2 separate regions of the Rattus norvegicus genome follow, and region 2 is linked to region 1. The links are chromatin contacts, called in public Hi-C maps. All regions are on one chromosome and are shown on one strand. The core of a region is the stretch at or near the end of the contact, and the rest is flanking DNA. Distances in the headings are between cores, read along the strand shown. Region 1 holds the start of Timm10b (translocase of inner mitochondrial membrane 10B). Region 2 holds the start of Mrpl17 (mitochondrial ribosomal protein L17).

Region 1 (3,488 bases), core at 88-2,587:
GTCTTCCTGACTGACTGAAGACAAGAAAGTCCTTCTTTGTTTAAAGTCTTTATTTCTAATTTCACAAAAGCAGGAAATACTAAGAGAGTAAATTGGGGAAATGGTCAACATTCCTAAATTCTTAGAGGCTTGTCTTTGTTCTGTTGTCACTGATCTCCTAGGAAGCAGTGACTAAAACCTAAGGGGGCACTGTTTTCTTCCTGCTTTTGTTGTTTGATATTACCTTCTTCCCCTAGATCTACAGCAATTCTTTTGTCTGACAGCTGAGAATAAAAACTAGTTAAGAGCCAATGTATATTCAGGTACTTGAGTTAGACCCTAGGACAGGCACAGAGAACTCTCCTTTTGGAACCAATTTCCCATTGTTATTACCAACCTTCAAACTGTAGCCATAATCCTTGCTTTTGCTGGGGTGCTGGGAATGCTAAATTTGTCCTTCTACATACAAGAAGGTAATACATCAACTGCCAAGGCTAAAGGCACTAGACAGGCAGTAGATGACAGAATAAAGGATGGTACCAATAAAGAAAAGTTCTTGCCAAGTAAATTAACCAGAATACAAAAACGGGTTTATTGGCTCCAAGAAAAGGAGCAAGAGCACCCAGCTTTCAAGCTCAGTCTCTCTGTACATATTTAGACAAGCCCAAGGTCCATAGAGGAGCCTATCCAAGCACCTTCTCTCCTGCGGTCAGGGACAGCTAGCTAGCTGCCTGATGGCGAGTCTCTGGGCTGTTCTGCAGGAACACCTGGCACGGCAGAGGCAGCCTCGTAGTCCGCCATGCGGCGCTGGACCAGGGCGGGCATGAGGTGCACGTAAGCGGCCATGAGGCGGTGGTTAGAATGGATGAGCTTCCCAGCACAGCTGTGCAGGCAGGCCTCCTGGAAGGAAGACAGATGGAAGTAGAAACTAAAAGGGGTCCTGTCAAGCCCTCCTCCATCCTTCCCGGTCCCCAGCCTAGGAATGAGGTCATGAAAGAGAGGGGAAGTGGGGGGAGGGGGTAAGTCACATCACGTTATTGTCAACTCTGGGACCCCCCACAGTCTCCACCTCCTCAGCGTCCAGAGCTCGGTGGTGCAGGCTGGGCACACAGCGCTGGAAGCACAGTTCTGTCATCCGATTGTAGACCAACAGAAAGTCTCGCAACTGAGAGAAAAAGGAACCAAGACTTCACCACCGCCGAGGCTTCCTGGGGCGCGCAGCCCGCCTCCCCCTCTGGGGGTTCTTGCGTGTACCCCTGGAAACAAACTGCGCGTCTAACCCAGAGAGCAACTTAGCTCTCACTCACGTTTCTCAGTTGCTGCTGCTGGTGCTCCATCACGCCCAGGGCGCATGGCGTACGCCACTTCCGTCCGGAGGGGGTGGCTCTCGGAGTCGCCCCGGAAGTAAACTCTCGGTACTCCCCCAAGAGCTTGAAGGCGTAGCTCCAGGCTCGCCCTGCCCACAACTGTAAACGTCACCTCCGCCCTTTTTCTCTGCGACGTGGCCGGCTTCTTCTGCCCAGAGAGCATGTCACTTCCGCCAAATCTCTGACCTGCTGCTAGGATCGCGACGGGAACTGGAACCCGAGGTCCCCGCGCGGTCCGGGCCTCGCGCCCTGAGGGGAAGAGCGGCCCGGCCCAGGTGAGAAGGACGTACTTGGACGAAGGGAAGTTGAACGCACGAACCTGTACTGAGGGCAACATGCCCTGAGCCCTTGGCAAGGATGAGGACACACCTGATGCCCAGGTGTATGGGGGTGGGGGGTGCCTCTCACATCTGGAAGGCTTCAACTGACTTTGGAAGGGATTGCCTGTGTCCTGGTGTCCTGACACCAGGAACATTCACTAACTGCTTCAACTAAGGCCTGGTGGGGAGGGCCTGAGGGAGTCAGGTGCATGAGATGGAGAAAGGAAGAGACCAGACCATCTGAAGGAAGAGGGGAAGGAACACCAAAGGATGTGAAAGATCAGGATCGCAGAGCATGCCTGAGTGGCAAGTGAACGTCTGAGCCTAGGAAAGAGTTTTGGTAAACATGCTTATGCAGGGTTAAGTTCCCAGAGAGCATAGACCTTCCCTCTGGTCCTCACTGCTGCAATTCCATTGCCTCGGTATCTCACACATAGTAGAAACTCACCAAATGTTTGTTGAATGACTGAATGCATGAATGGTTACTAAAGGCGAGGTTGGGGGTTACGAGAAGACACCAGAGGCTTTGGTATGCATGCATTTGTAGAAATAATGTACTCAGAAGAGAATGGATACACATACTCAAGGAAAGACGTGGTGGCTGATCCCAGGACACCCAAGCCCTAAGACAATCCCTGAAACCTCTGAGAACACAGGGGAGGCCTCCTTATTCTGGAGTGCTGGCTAGTTTCCAGAATTGTCTTGTTGGGCTTTACAGCGTGCTGGGGTGGAGACCTTGACTCCTGTCCCTTCCCTAGCCATGACGGACGGGATTCTAGGGAAGGCAGCCACAATGGAGATTCCCATCCACGGAAATGGCGAGGCTGGGCAGCTTCCTGAAGACGATGGGCTGGAGCAGGTGCTTCTGTTTGATTCTTCTAATTGTCTCATTATGCAGTCCTGACTTATAAACCTTTTACTTTCCCCCATCCCAATAGCCTTCAGTTAACTAAACTCCTTCCTAGTTTTCAAATCTTTATGGTTCTGTATAAACTTTATGTGCACTGCCTCCATCCCCAAATGTTTCATCTATCCCTGTGTTCCTGAGGTGCCCCCTCTTCTCTGACCTATAGGACCTCCAGCAGGTGATGGTGTCAGGACCCAACCTCAATGAAACTAGCATTGTGTCTGGTGGCTATGGGGGCTCTGGTGACGGACTCATCCCCACAGGTATGAGTGATAGAGACAGGCTTGAGGGGTGGGGATGGGGGCTGTTAAGGCAGCTTGCCGGCACATAGGACACATACAGTAAAGCTTGACTCGTGACTGAAGAGCTTCAGAACTGCTAGTGTGAAGTTCATAGCCTGTTCAGTCCCAGACCAGCTCCAGAGTTGCCCATCTGCTTCCCCCCTGCCACTTAGTCTCTAAGATAATCTCATTTGTCTTTTCCTCCCTGCCGCCACCACCTGAGCCAAGTTAAGACCTTGAGGTTATGAGCACTCAGGAGCTTAAGGCCAAGTTGGAGCTTTGTGAGGCTTCTCAGACTTTCATTTTAGACTGTTACACTGACTAGAATTCTACCTAGAAATATCAGCCAACTTCCTTGTTTTCTGTGCCCACCATCTTTGATCCTGCCAATCACACATATCACGATAGCTTCTATTCTTTCTTCTTGAGTACACTAACAACACTCTTACCCTATCCCAAGAATGCCAGATACATGCATTGAGTTGGTTTGGTGGTCAGGACACAAGTCCTTGTTCCCCCTAGTAAGCAGAAGAATGCAGTTGTCTGTCTAGATTTTCCTTCTTCAGCAAGGTCATTTCATGTGCTGGAAGGGAAGTGGGCCACAGAAGTGTCTGGTTATATCTAAGAGAAACTA
Region 2 (3,947 bases), core at 646-3,145, 180 kb before region 1:
AGAATGATCAAGGGACAACTTTAAAAAAAAAATAACAATGATCATGTGTTTTTAAAAAAAACTATAAGACTTAAAAAAAAAAAACATAGTGCTGGCTTGATGGTGGAGGAAAGAGGAAAGACAGCCAAATGCATGAATCAGTTCCTCTCTGACCTCGAAGGACTTTATAATTTTGGCAACCGGCAGTTCACCTCACTAATAATACAAGGAAATGAAGAGGGCAGGGACAGAACACCATGAAGAATGTAAGCCAGCTCGGAAACAGCTTGTCACTATTTCCAGAGTGAAACACCATCTGAAGGGTTATGTTGATTCCATCAAACTAGGGGTCCTTCTTTAGCCCTGAGCCACCTCAACTTCTTCATATTGCACATGATCATAAACTTATTTTTCTAAAATGAAACAATTTTAAAATTTACTCATTTTCCACTTGAAATGTGCTTTTATCTGCTGCTTTCCTCAATATTCTAGTCACTCAGCTATAGCAAATTCATTTTAAATAAGTCTTAATATGATCATCATTTTGTTAGATATTACAGCTAGATTATATTTTCACCCAATTCCTCCCAGAAAACTGTTTTCAATGAGCAGTAAAGAGCTCATGCTGAGCAATGGAAGAGAACACACACACACACACACACACAGAGAGAGAGAGAGAGAGAGAGAGAGAGAGAGAGAGAATTTTTTAAGTAAAAGTATTCATCTCCCAGAGGCCTAGAGAAGAATCAAATAGTTCTGCCAAAAACAAACAAACCAATTAATTAATTAATTCAATGATATGGTTCCTAGTAATATTCTGCTTTGTTCATAGACTGGTGCCTAATTCAGTGGTCATCAGAGTGGCTGCCTCTGGCAGCTGATGGGAGATGTAGAGGCCCACTGACAAAACATTAAGTGGAGAAAGAGCCTAGGTTAGAGACCTCCATTAGTTCCCTCCCCTTGGAGTTCCAGAAACCCCGCAGAAGATGGGGAGGAAGAATTGTGGGAGCCACGGGGGATCAAACACCAGAGAGCACAGCCTGTAGAATCAGCTAAGCAGGGCTCATGGGGCCTCACAGAGACTGAAGGGGCAATCGTGGAACCTTCAAGGTTCTGCGCTAGGGTCTCTGCAAATATGTTATAGTTTGTTGGTTTGATGTTTTAGAAGGGATTCCTGACAGTGAGAGATGGGGTGTCTCTGACTCTTTCTGGACCCTTTCCTCCTAGTGAGTTTCCTTGATCACAATTGAAGTGAAGGTTTGTGCCTGGTCTTATTCTATCTTTTTGTGCTTTGTTTGGTTGATGTCCCTGGGAAGCTTGCTCTTTCCTAGGGGAAGTAGGGGAAGAAAGGGGAGGAGGAGCTGGGAGGAGAAGCTATGGTCAGGGTGTATTGCATATTAGAAGAATACATTTTTCAAAAATGTCAAGTATTTGTCCATTACTTTAGCTTTTAGTGCTCACTTTTTATTAATGTCAATAAAAGAATGTAATACCTGAAGCTTTCCTGGACATAATCGATCTCACTAGCACTAATGAAAACTAGGTTTAAACTAACGTCGTCAGGAAGCCAGGCAAGACTACAACTCCTCAGGCTAGAGGCCACATTCCACCATGGCCCCACCCCTCAGGCGCAGTTCGCCTCAGATACTCACTTTCCCAGCATGCTCCGCCTGGCAGGCGACTCAGCCGAGAACGCCCCAGGTCGTTGAGGCAGTGCAGGAGAAACCCGGCAGGGGGCGCCGAGATCCCTAGCTCGCTACTTAGCACCCGCAGACCTTGAGGCCCGCCCAGCTCGCCGCTCCAGAAACGTCAACACGTCGGGCCACCCACCCTCAGACTGCCAGCTAGGCAGGCTCTGATGCGCATGCGCAAGCACCCCTGCCACGCGCCGAGCTACTGCGCATGCGTCCTCTGGAAAGTGACTCCGCCCTGCACCCCCGCAACACACACCGTGCTTAGTTTCCTTTTCCGGGCCCCGGAGAGGTGGGGCCAAGGTGGGAGCATGAGGTTGTCTTTAGCTGCCGCTATCTCCCACGGCCGCGTCTACCGCCGCCTGGGCCTCGGTCCCGAGTCCCGGATCCACCTTCTACGGAACTTGCTCACAGGCCTAGTTCGCCACGAACGCATCGAGGCGACATGGGCACGCGTGGACGAGATGAGGGGCTACGCGGAGAAGGTAAGAGCCAAGTCATTCATGGCTGGGCCCAGCCTCAGACCACTGCGCTTGTCCTGTGTCGGGAGTAGGTAGCGAATTCCCTGTGGCACTCAGCTGAGCACGTCACTCCCGCGCTTTAAATGGAAGGCTGGTTGGGCTGAGGAGGAAGGAGCGCCCTGAATTAGCTTAGCTGGTGGGATGACTGGATGAAGGTGAGACATTAGAAGAGTAAGGTGGGTGCCTTACTCTTGCTCGTGTTGTATCCGTGTGTTTTGTCCTCACAGCTCATCGACTATGGAAAGCTGGGAGACACCAACGAACGAGCCATGCGTATGGCTGACTTCTGGCTCACTGTGAGTGCTTCCTGCCTTCTAGTGGGGAAGGAATCCTTAGAAAACCGGGTACTTGGCAGATTTAAGCCAGGGCATTCGCTTATGTACCAGAGTTACGAACTACCTTAGACACGTGTTTCTCTTATTTGAACTGGAAGAGATGCACATCTGTATAACTTCCTATAAGTGGTTCTATGTAACTTGGTAACTGATTGGTGGTGGGGAAAGCCGTTGTGACTATTTTCTTCTGATTAACTCTCCCCATCTAGGAGAAGGACTTGATCCCAAAGCTGTTTAAAGTGCTAGCGCCTCGGTTCCAAGGTCAGAATGGCAACTACACAAGAATGCTACAGATCCCGAATCGAAAGGAACAAGATCGGGCCAAGATGGCAGTGATAGAATATAAGGGGAACTGCCTCCCTCCCCTGCCTCTGCCTCACAGAGATAGCAACCTTACTCTCCTAAACCAGCTACTCCTGGGACTGCAGCAGGACCTGCACCATAACCAGAAAGCAAGCCTCCACAGCTCCCATACAGTTCAAACACCAAAGACTTAACTGGAGCTGGAGAGTGCATAGGTGTGGTACCTGTGTTGGTGGGTCTTGGAGCTCTTGTAGTGTGTGAGACCTTGAAGTGGCATTGTGGAGCCCCCTCATAATGAGGCCCAGACCTCCCTGCTGACTAGAATTGATCCTCTTTGCACAGTAGATAAAATCCTTGATATGAATATAAGACACTGACTTTCTTTTCCTTCCCTAGGATTTCTGGAACATAAGGAACATGCAGATGCTCAGCCTCCTACGACAGTAAATCCACTGCTTTACCTTTCTGAGTCTTAGGTCCAGTTTTGCTTTGCTTTTTGGTGGGGAGAGGGTCTTGCTGTGTAATCCAGGTTGCATCTACCATGCAGCAGTCCTCCTGTCCCTTTTGCCCAAGTGCTGGGCTTGAAGGTGTTCACCACCACACAGTGCCAGTTTGCTTATGTTTTGTTTATATTTTTCTGAGACAGAGTTTCTTTGGCTGTCCTGGAACTCTCTTTGTAGACCATGCTGGACTTGAACTAAGAAATCCACATGCATTTGCCTCCTGAGTACTGGGATTAAAGGCATGGGACACCACTTCCTGGCTCAGTTTGCTTATTTTAACACTTATTTATATGGGCCCTGTATTGATTGATTCCAAATTATCTTCCTATGGTGCTTGTGGTCCAGCCTAGAGACTCACCATAGGGATTTCTTTTTTGTTTGTTTTTTATAAGTTACACATGAGAATCTATTTACCAATCCTATGAGAATGGGTTTCATCTTGGCATTTTCATATATGTCTCTCTACCAGTTGTCTTTTGATCATGTTCACCAACACACACACGCACCCCATTGTCCTGTCTATTTCATTTAGCCCCCCCTTCCACTTCATGTCTTTTTGTGAGTGTGATTGTATCCTGGTGAGTTTCATTAGTCCTACTTACAGGAGCGTGTGTG

The links. Hi-C and Micro-C count contacts between places; a contact is called where the count stands out from the background.
Region 2: a contact with region 1 is called in a Hi-C map of liver, with 4 times the contacts expected there. The contact joins the promoter of Mrpl17 here to the promoter of Timm10b in region 1. A contact is called at or near these places in 8 of 12 Hi-C or Micro-C datasets (Schwann cells, frontal cortex, kidney and 4 more) and 1 of 1 datasets of contacts at active chromatin or transcription factors (oligodendrocytes).

Annotation. Positions count from the first base shown.
Region 1 is chr1:169,390,204-169,393,691 of GRCr8, reverse strand. Timm10b (translocase of inner mitochondrial membrane 10B) reads right to left here and starts at 1,337. Exons shown (of 3, transcript NM_001389232.1): 1 at 1,287-1,337; 2 at 1,049-1,144; 3 at 36-879. The coding sequence starts at 1,316. The coding sequence ends at 703. Arfip2 (ADP-ribosylation factor interacting protein 2) reads left to right here and starts at 1,526. Exons shown (of 8, transcript NM_001004222.1): 1 at 1,526-1,621; 2 at 2,385-2,525; 3 at 2,740-2,836. The coding sequence starts at 2,427.
Region 2 is chr1:169,573,647-169,577,593 of GRCr8, reverse strand. It overlaps Mrpl17 (mitochondrial ribosomal protein L17), which reads left to right and starts at 1,895. Exons shown (of 4, transcript NM_001313842.1): 1 at 1,895-2,155; 2 at 2,419-2,487; 3 at 2,736-3,044; 4 at 3,226-3,584. The coding sequence starts at 1,982. The coding sequence ends at 3,023.